2 separate regions of the Mus musculus genome follow, and region 2 is linked to region 1. The links are chromatin contacts, called in public ChIA-PET maps. All regions are on one chromosome and are shown on one strand. Each heading gives the region's core, a stretch centred on a gene start, on an enhancer-like site or on the middle of the called end of the contact. The rest is flanking DNA. Distances are from core to core; before and after follow the strand shown. Region 1 overlaps Reps1 (RalBP1 associated Eps domain containing protein). Region 2 holds the start of Heca (hdc homolog, cell cycle regulator).

Region 1 (3,647 bases), core at 245-2,744:
GCAAGGGAGGTGGTAAGACAAAGAAAGACCCACAGAAAGGCCTGGATTGGTTAAGCAGGATAAAAGTGAACTCTATGATTATCTTTAGGTCAGCCATGGTGGCACATGCCTTTAATCCCAGCACTTGGGAAGCAGAGGCAGAAGGATCTCGGAGTTGATCCAGGCCACCCTAGCATATAGAGCTCCAGGACAGCCAGGGCTATACAGAGAAATACTGTCTCAAAAAAACCAAAACCCAAAACCTAACCCAACAGAAGAGAAGAGAAGAGAAGAGAAGAGAAGAGAAGAGAAGAGAAGAGAAGAGAAGAGAAGAGAAGAGAAGAGAAGAAGAGTATCTTTAAGGGGCTGGATAGCTCAGTACTCAATGACTAAGAGCACATACTGCTCTTGTAGAGGAGCTGCACCTGAGCTCAGTCCCCAACACCACCTCCAGCCGCTCACAACGCGCTGTAACTCCAGACCCAGGGACCCAATATCAATGGCCTTTGCAAGCACCTGTGCCCATGTGGATGTATTTATGCACACAGATACATACATACATACACACATATTAAAATAACAATAAAAATCTTTTTTTAAAAAAGAAGGCAAATGCAAAAGGTAGATGACTAGTACTTAGGGAAAATAGGGTCCATGGTGGCCAAGCAGAAACAGGAGTCATTTGTTCTTTGACTGTAAAAGAGAATAGAATCGGACAAGGGGATGTGCAAAGTCAAGAGAACTACACTGGAAGCAAAAAGAACACTGCAGAAACTAACCACCATACTACACCACTGCAGAAACTAACCACCATACTATATCACTGCTGAGTATGGCAATTACAGCTTTGCCATTTGTTAGGTACAAGTGAGAAACACTAGGTTTGGATTCCTTCCAGAATTAAGTCTAGAAGGAAATGTGATCAAGGAAGTAAAAGACTTCTGACTGAGGTGGTTTAAAACTGTGGGCAGTGAACAGAAAACCTAACCATAACCTCCCTTCCTCAGGCCACCGTTCTTTCTGAAGGTGGGCTCTTCTACTGCCAAGGCTTAGCCACTTCTGCTTCTGTCCCTGCAGATTTGCACAGTGATTCTGACATGGCCCAAGCTGCAAAGGCCTAGTCTAGGAACTGTGCTATCCTGAAGTGATACTGTACAAAGGCGCCCCCACCCATAACTTCCTTTGTGGCTCTCCCTGTCCCCAGGTCCTCAGAAACTCTCCCTAGCTTATGCTTCATATTGTATTTTATGAACAAGCATGCATGCAGTGGGATGCCCAGATTCTACCACAGCTAATCCTTATCATTGCAAATAAATTTCTACTTTTTGTTTTTTAAAAATTCTCAGTCTGCTATTACACTTTTAAAAAGTTCTCAAAGGGAGAAGAAGGGACTGGCAAACAGGCAAACGCATCAGCAAAGTCAGAGCTCAGATTCAGGGCTATTTGTTCCTGTTCTTGCTCCCTCTCTCTCCTCATGCCCAGAATGCTGATTGGGGTGGGGAAAAAGCACCCACAGAGCTAGGCAGCAAGCCAGCCAAGCACAACTTCACCCCCACACTTTCAACTCCCTGCCTGAGGAGGCCTGCCTTACTCCCTCATCCTCATCTCTCGAGGAGACTGCAAGAGCAGGACGAAGCAACTGACTAGCCCTAAAAAGTTGTCTGTGTTTTCTAAACATCTATTCTGCATTTCTGCTCCTCTCCTGTGACACCATGAGATCATGAAAGAAAAGGAATCTGAATTTAAGATAGGTGACAGCCTGTAATCTTAGCACTTAAGAGGCTGAAGCAGGAGGATTGTGAATTTGAGACCACCATGTAGGACATCAATGGAGGGAGGAAGGGAGAAAGGAGGGATAAGAAAGGAAGGATGGATGAGCGAAAAAGCCAGGACGGGGAAAAGAGGAAAAGAAGGAAGCAAGGTGGAAGGGAGGAAGGGAGAAAGGTAGGAAAGAGGAAAACAAAAAAGAAATCTGAATTTTATTCACAACACTTTTCCAGTGTTATTAGCTCTGAAGACACTGGAAATGCAGCAAGCAATGGACAAACTCCAAATGGGACCATCTGCTCTGGCTAGTTTTATGTCAACTAGACACAAGCTGGAGTCATCTGAGAGGAGGGAGCCACCGTTGAGATAAATGCCTCCATTAAGACTAGACTACTAAGACAAGCCTATACAGCATTTTCTTAATTAGTGATTGCTGAGGGAGTGATCAACCCTCTGTGGGTGGTGCCTTTCCTGGGCTGGTCCTGGGCTCTATAAGAAAGCAGGCTGAGCAAGCCATGGGGAGCAAGCCTGGAAGCAGTACCCCTTCATGGCCTCTGCATCAGCCTCTGCTTCTGGGTTCATGCAATGTGTGAGTTCCTGCCCTCGCTGCTTTTGAGGGTGAGCTGTCATATATGGAATTGTGAGTAAAATAAACCCGTATCTCCCTAAGTTGTTTTGGTCATGGTGTTTCATTGAGGCACAGAAGCCCTAAGACACAACTGACTGGGAGGGAAAGAGCTTCCAAGAATCCAAATTGTTCCAATCAGGATCTCTAAAGCCTACCAAAGTGAAGATAGTTCATAAAGGACGAGGAAGACCCTGGGAGCGGAAGGAGGGGGTTCCAAACGAGGGAGCAGCCTGATAAGAAGCAACTACTAAATAGCACAAGCTCTGTAACAAACAGATCACAGGCTGCTGAGCTGAGGCATAAAGTCCATGTTAGGACAACAATCAGGATGGAGCTGGACATAGGAGGAAAGCTGCCAGTGCCTTTAAAAACAAAAAACCAAAACCAACATAGGCCAACAGCCTTGAAACAGCAATACTTTAGCCCTGAGTTGGTGTGTTCACAGACCTTGACTAGTCACCTAGTGCACTTGTTTAGCACCACTTCAAAGACTGCTCCCACCATACATCTTATGAGAATTCTGACCTCACTCTAAGAGAACTAATTAAATGGAAATCACCATTAATCTACTCCTTATTTATATTACACATCTACACAGAAATACTCATGTAAGCTTAATACTAAAGTGGGCCATGGCATCTCCCTCTCTGTCCCAGCAAGAGCTAGGGACAGAGAAAAAGTTCAAGAAGCGGAAGTCAAATAAGCAAACAAGCGTAAACATGGTATTTTATATTCAAGTATTAAATTGTTAATTTGAATATCTAATCTCATATAATACAATACTGTTATATATACACAGATGTGTGTATGTATATATGTATATGCATATATATATAGTTTTACATATAAAACAATACTATTTGTACCTTAATTCAGATGGTTAAAGATGAATACTTCTGTGACAAAGGAAATTAAAGAGCTATAGAAAAAGTGAGTTGGTTTGTGATCTTAAAAAAAAAGGGACCTCATCCTGAGAAGAGATTTGCTCTATGCCTGAAGAATACAGTAGGAAATGACAAGGAAAAAGGAGTCATCTGTAGCCCGGCCAGGAGTCCCCTCACTCTTCTCCTCTAAGGCGCTGAGCTGTGTCACCGCTAACAGCCTTCAGACGCCTCAGGCCTCGAGCGACCTGCCTCAGGCCTCCACCCTCTTTTACTAGCAAATGCATTCTGGGCGACCTTATTCATACTTGAGGCATAAACTGGTGTCTATATATTAAGAATATAAAAAGCATGTTATGGAACACTGCCAAGTTTCAGTCTTCTGTGAAGCT
Region 2 (3,562 bases), core at 624-3,123, 120 kb after region 1:
GTAAAAACTGTGCACAGACACACATATCTATAGTCCCAGAGCTGGGAGGCAGAGAAAAGTGGATCCCTGGAACTCACCAGCTGGTCATCTAATATGTCCGTGAGCTCCAGGTCCATAAGAGACCCTGCCTCCAAAAAATAAGGTGGAGAGGAATAAAGGAAGACACCTGATACTAATCTCCAGCACACACATCTCTCTTCCACCTCTCCCTCCTTCCTTCCCTATCTATCTTAGCTATCATTTGGGCCTTCTAAAGAATTACTTTCCTTTAACATATAGTGTACTGCGTCCAACTAGCAATTGCTCTCAAGAATACAGTGTTGCTCCAGGCTCTGCCCATCAGAATCCTGGCTAGGAAGTCATGTGGATGGCTCTTCTCTGAGCAATTCCTTGGCCATCTTTCTAGACCCTTCAACCTAGCCACAGTGCCTTGCCTCAACAGTCCAGTCGATTAAAGATCACGCCATAGGAAGAAGACACTGTAAACGAGTTCAGTGTTTTTCTGTAGTCATGGATCAAGAATGTCATTTATACATTCACCAAGATCAGTTCAGTTGTTTCTTACGGCACCCAAGATAAAAATATGGCTGTTTCATGCGAGGGAACAGAGGAAAATTATTTAAGCATATACATTGCCAACGTAATCAGAGGTAGACAGGAGAAATAAACTGTGATACTCGGGACAGCTCTTCTGGTAAGGTATGGGATCATTCTGAAGAAATGAGCTGAGATCAGAAGGGTGGAAAGGAGCGGGTCTTTGAAAGGGGCAGAAGAGAGTGCAGAAAAGGAGATTACATCAAACTCTTCCCAGGAACCCTGTGCTCTCATCTCTTTTTCTTTCTTTCCGTTTTTCTTCTTTAATAATAGATTTTTAATACACTATATTCTGCTCTTCTTTCCCCTTCTCCAGCTCTGCCAAGATCCTCTCCACCTCCCTTCCCAGCCGAATCCACAGCTTTCCTGCCTCTTCTTAGAAAACAAATATGCATCTAAATAATAATAAAATAGATAAGATGAAAACAAACACACAATATAGGACAAAACAAACAAATGAAAAAGCATGAGAAAGTCATATAGATGTATTCGTTCAGTGAGGAATTCCACAAAAAACAGAAAACTGGAAGCCATATGTCTATACAAAAGACCTAAAAAGATTACACATATATATATATATATCCCTGACAAAACATTCTGAGACAAAGAACCTCTTAAGATTCAACTGAGTCTCTTTTGTGTTGGCCATCTACTGCTGAGCATGGCTGTGCCCTCACTTCTTCACCTCTGATGTCCTCCTCACAACCCGGCCGTTCTCTCCAGACAACTCAGTCTTCTTTGTGCAGCCTGGCTCCTCCTGGCTGGCTCTGCTTCTGACAGAACCGACAGAACCCTTGGGTCTCTGGTTGGTAGGTCTGGGCTAAATAAGCTTTCCACCACGAGACTGAAGAATTCCCATACAGGAGCTCAACTGCACTCTCCAGAAACTCCTATCTTACCATTGTTGAGCCGCAGAGCCATTGAGCGAATTATTAATCCGAAACCCTTTGTTTTGCTCTCCTGTTCTAGTCACCTGTTTGTTTTTCCAGACCACGTTGTCAGGTTTAGCTCCAGTAAGGTCAGAAGGCCAGTTAACAACTTCACGAACACTGCCTGGCTCCCAGTCGTGGCTGTCAGCACACGCGGGAAGCCCGCCAGCCTCCCTCTCCCAAGAAGGCGCCTGGATGACGTCACCCAGAGCCGAGGGCTGAGCGCCGAGCGTGACGTCACGGGGGCGGAGCGAGTTGCCGTGAGGTCACTGGGTGGGCGGGGCCGGGCTCAAGCCCCAGTGTCGTCACGGGCGGGGGCGGGCCTGGAGCGTGTCAGCGCAGCCGAATCAAAACAAGCCCGAGACCCGCCTTTTCCCTCGGGCTCCTCCGCGTCTCGCTCTGCTCGGGGGCCCGTTGCGCCCGCGCGGCTGCGAGCCTCGGGTGGCCGCGCGTGGCCGCGCCGGCTTCTGCCGCGGAGGGCGCGGCGGCCGGAATGTCGCGGCGAGGGCCGCGCGGCGGGGCGGGCGCCTGAGGAAGAGCGGCCGGCCCGCGCTCTCCGTGGCCGCCCCGGTGCGGCGGGGGAGCCGCCTTCGTGGGCGCCGGGGACCGGGACACCCGCGAGCGGGCCGGGGAGATGCCCAACCCCAAGAACAGCAAAGGCGGCCGCAAAAACAAGCGCGCCAACAGCAGCGGGGACGAGCAGGAAAATGGAGCCGGGGCCTTGGCGGCGGCGGGTGCGACAGGCGCGGCGGCCGGAGGGGCCCTGGCGGCGGCGGCGGCGGGCTGCGGGGCGGCGTCGCCCGGCGCGGTGGGCACCGGCGGCGCGGCGGGCCCGGGAGGTGCGGGCACGGGCGCCGCCAACGCCACCGTCGCTGCGGGGGCTGCAGCCGCGGGAGACGCTAAGAATGGTAAGACGACAGCGGCGGGGCGAGCGCCAACTTCCTCACCGACGGGCGGGCGGGCGCGGTGGCGGGGCCCTGGGTGGCGCGGGCGGCGCGTGGACAATGCGAGTCAGGAAGTGCTCGCCCCGCCCCACCGCCCCGCGCTGCCTTTCCTTTCGTGGTCCCCACGCGGAGCGGCGTGGACCGGGGCTGCGGGCCCCGCGGCGGCGCTCCGGTTGGTGCCTGCTCCCCGTGGTGCCCGCGCGGGCTGAGTCTGAAATGTCCCGGGTTGGTGGGAGCGAGGCAGCGGGCAAGCAGGAAAAGGAGCCCAAGTTAGAATGATCCGATTGGAAACTTCCCTGCTCACCGCGACCCACCCACCCACCATTGCCCCCAAAGAAGAAAAGCTGCAATTCCCAGCAGATGTAGGCCTGTTGCCTGATTGCCACAGGTGGAGAGAGAGAGAGAGAGAGAGAGAGAGAGAGAGAGAGAGAGAGAGAGAGAGAGAGAGAGAGAGAGTGTGTGTGTGTGTGTGTGTGTGTGTGTGTGTGTGTGTGTGTGGTGTTCATTTAATTCTCTTGTCTTGCTCGAGGAAGGAAGAGAATCTGAACTTGACTTCCGTTCCCAACCTGAAGTGTTTGGGTGTCTTTTTCTTTTTTTTCTCTCTCTTTCTTTCTCTCTTTTCTTCCTTTTCTTCCTTTCCTTCTTTTCTCTTTCTTTCTTTCTTTCTTTCTTTCTTTCTTTCTTTCTTTCTTTCTTTCTTTCTTTCTTTCTTTCTTTTCCTGTCCCTTGTATAATTGTTTCACATTTGTTTTTCTGAAGAAGCCCTGATAATTTCATGAGCGCTTGAATGATCCTTTAGAAGGGAGGAATGCAGGTAATAGCTAAGGTGTGACAGGATTTTCCCTTCTTACCACAGGATGCCTGACATTTATTTGGGCAGCTTTTAAACTTTTTTCTTCTCAGGTAGTTTTTCAGGGGAAAAAAATGTACATTTTAATGTAAGTAGATGAGAATCGTTAGAATCGTTATATTTGCTTCTTAACAGTTTTCAAAGCCATCCTCTATGTAGATGGTCTCCCATAAAAAGGGCTACAGTACTTACAAGAATGCCACAGTGATTCCCATAGGAGATAGACTACAGGCTGTTGGAAAGGG

Evidence for each region. ChIA-PET counts read pairs in DNA pulled down with a chosen protein or histone mark.
Region 2: an RNA polymerase II ChIA-PET map of memory CD8 T cells shows a contact between it and region 1, with 89 read pairs. The contact joins the promoter of Heca here to the enhancer-like site in region 1. A contact is called at or near these places in 1 of 39 promoter capture datasets (second pharyngeal arch cranial neural crest), 3 of 484 Hi-C or Micro-C datasets (cerebral cortex and uterus), 3 of 115 datasets of contacts at active chromatin or transcription factors (bone marrow-derived macrophages, hepatocytes and memory CD8 T cells) and 2 of 9 other capture datasets (liver and pancreatic islet).

What each region holds. Positions count from the first base shown.
Region 1 is chr10:18,068,193-18,071,839 of GRCm38.p6, reverse strand. All of the region lies in intron 1 of Reps1 (RalBP1 associated Eps domain containing protein), which reads right to left. Among named protein-coding and RNA genes, the nearest start is that of Reps1, 14 kb to the right of the region's middle. Within about 2 kb of position 1,494, at least 89 of the 459 cell types and tissues checked have an H3K27ac peak or open chromatin away from gene starts, as enhancers often do. A contact at or near this core is called in bone marrow-derived macrophages, cerebral cortex, hepatocytes and 4 more, where this site is marked.
Region 2 is chr10:17,946,378-17,949,939 of GRCm38.p6, reverse strand. Heca (hdc homolog, cell cycle regulator) reads left to right here and starts at 1,873. Exons shown (of 4, transcript NM_001033432.3): 1 at 1,873-2,431. The coding sequence starts at 2,158.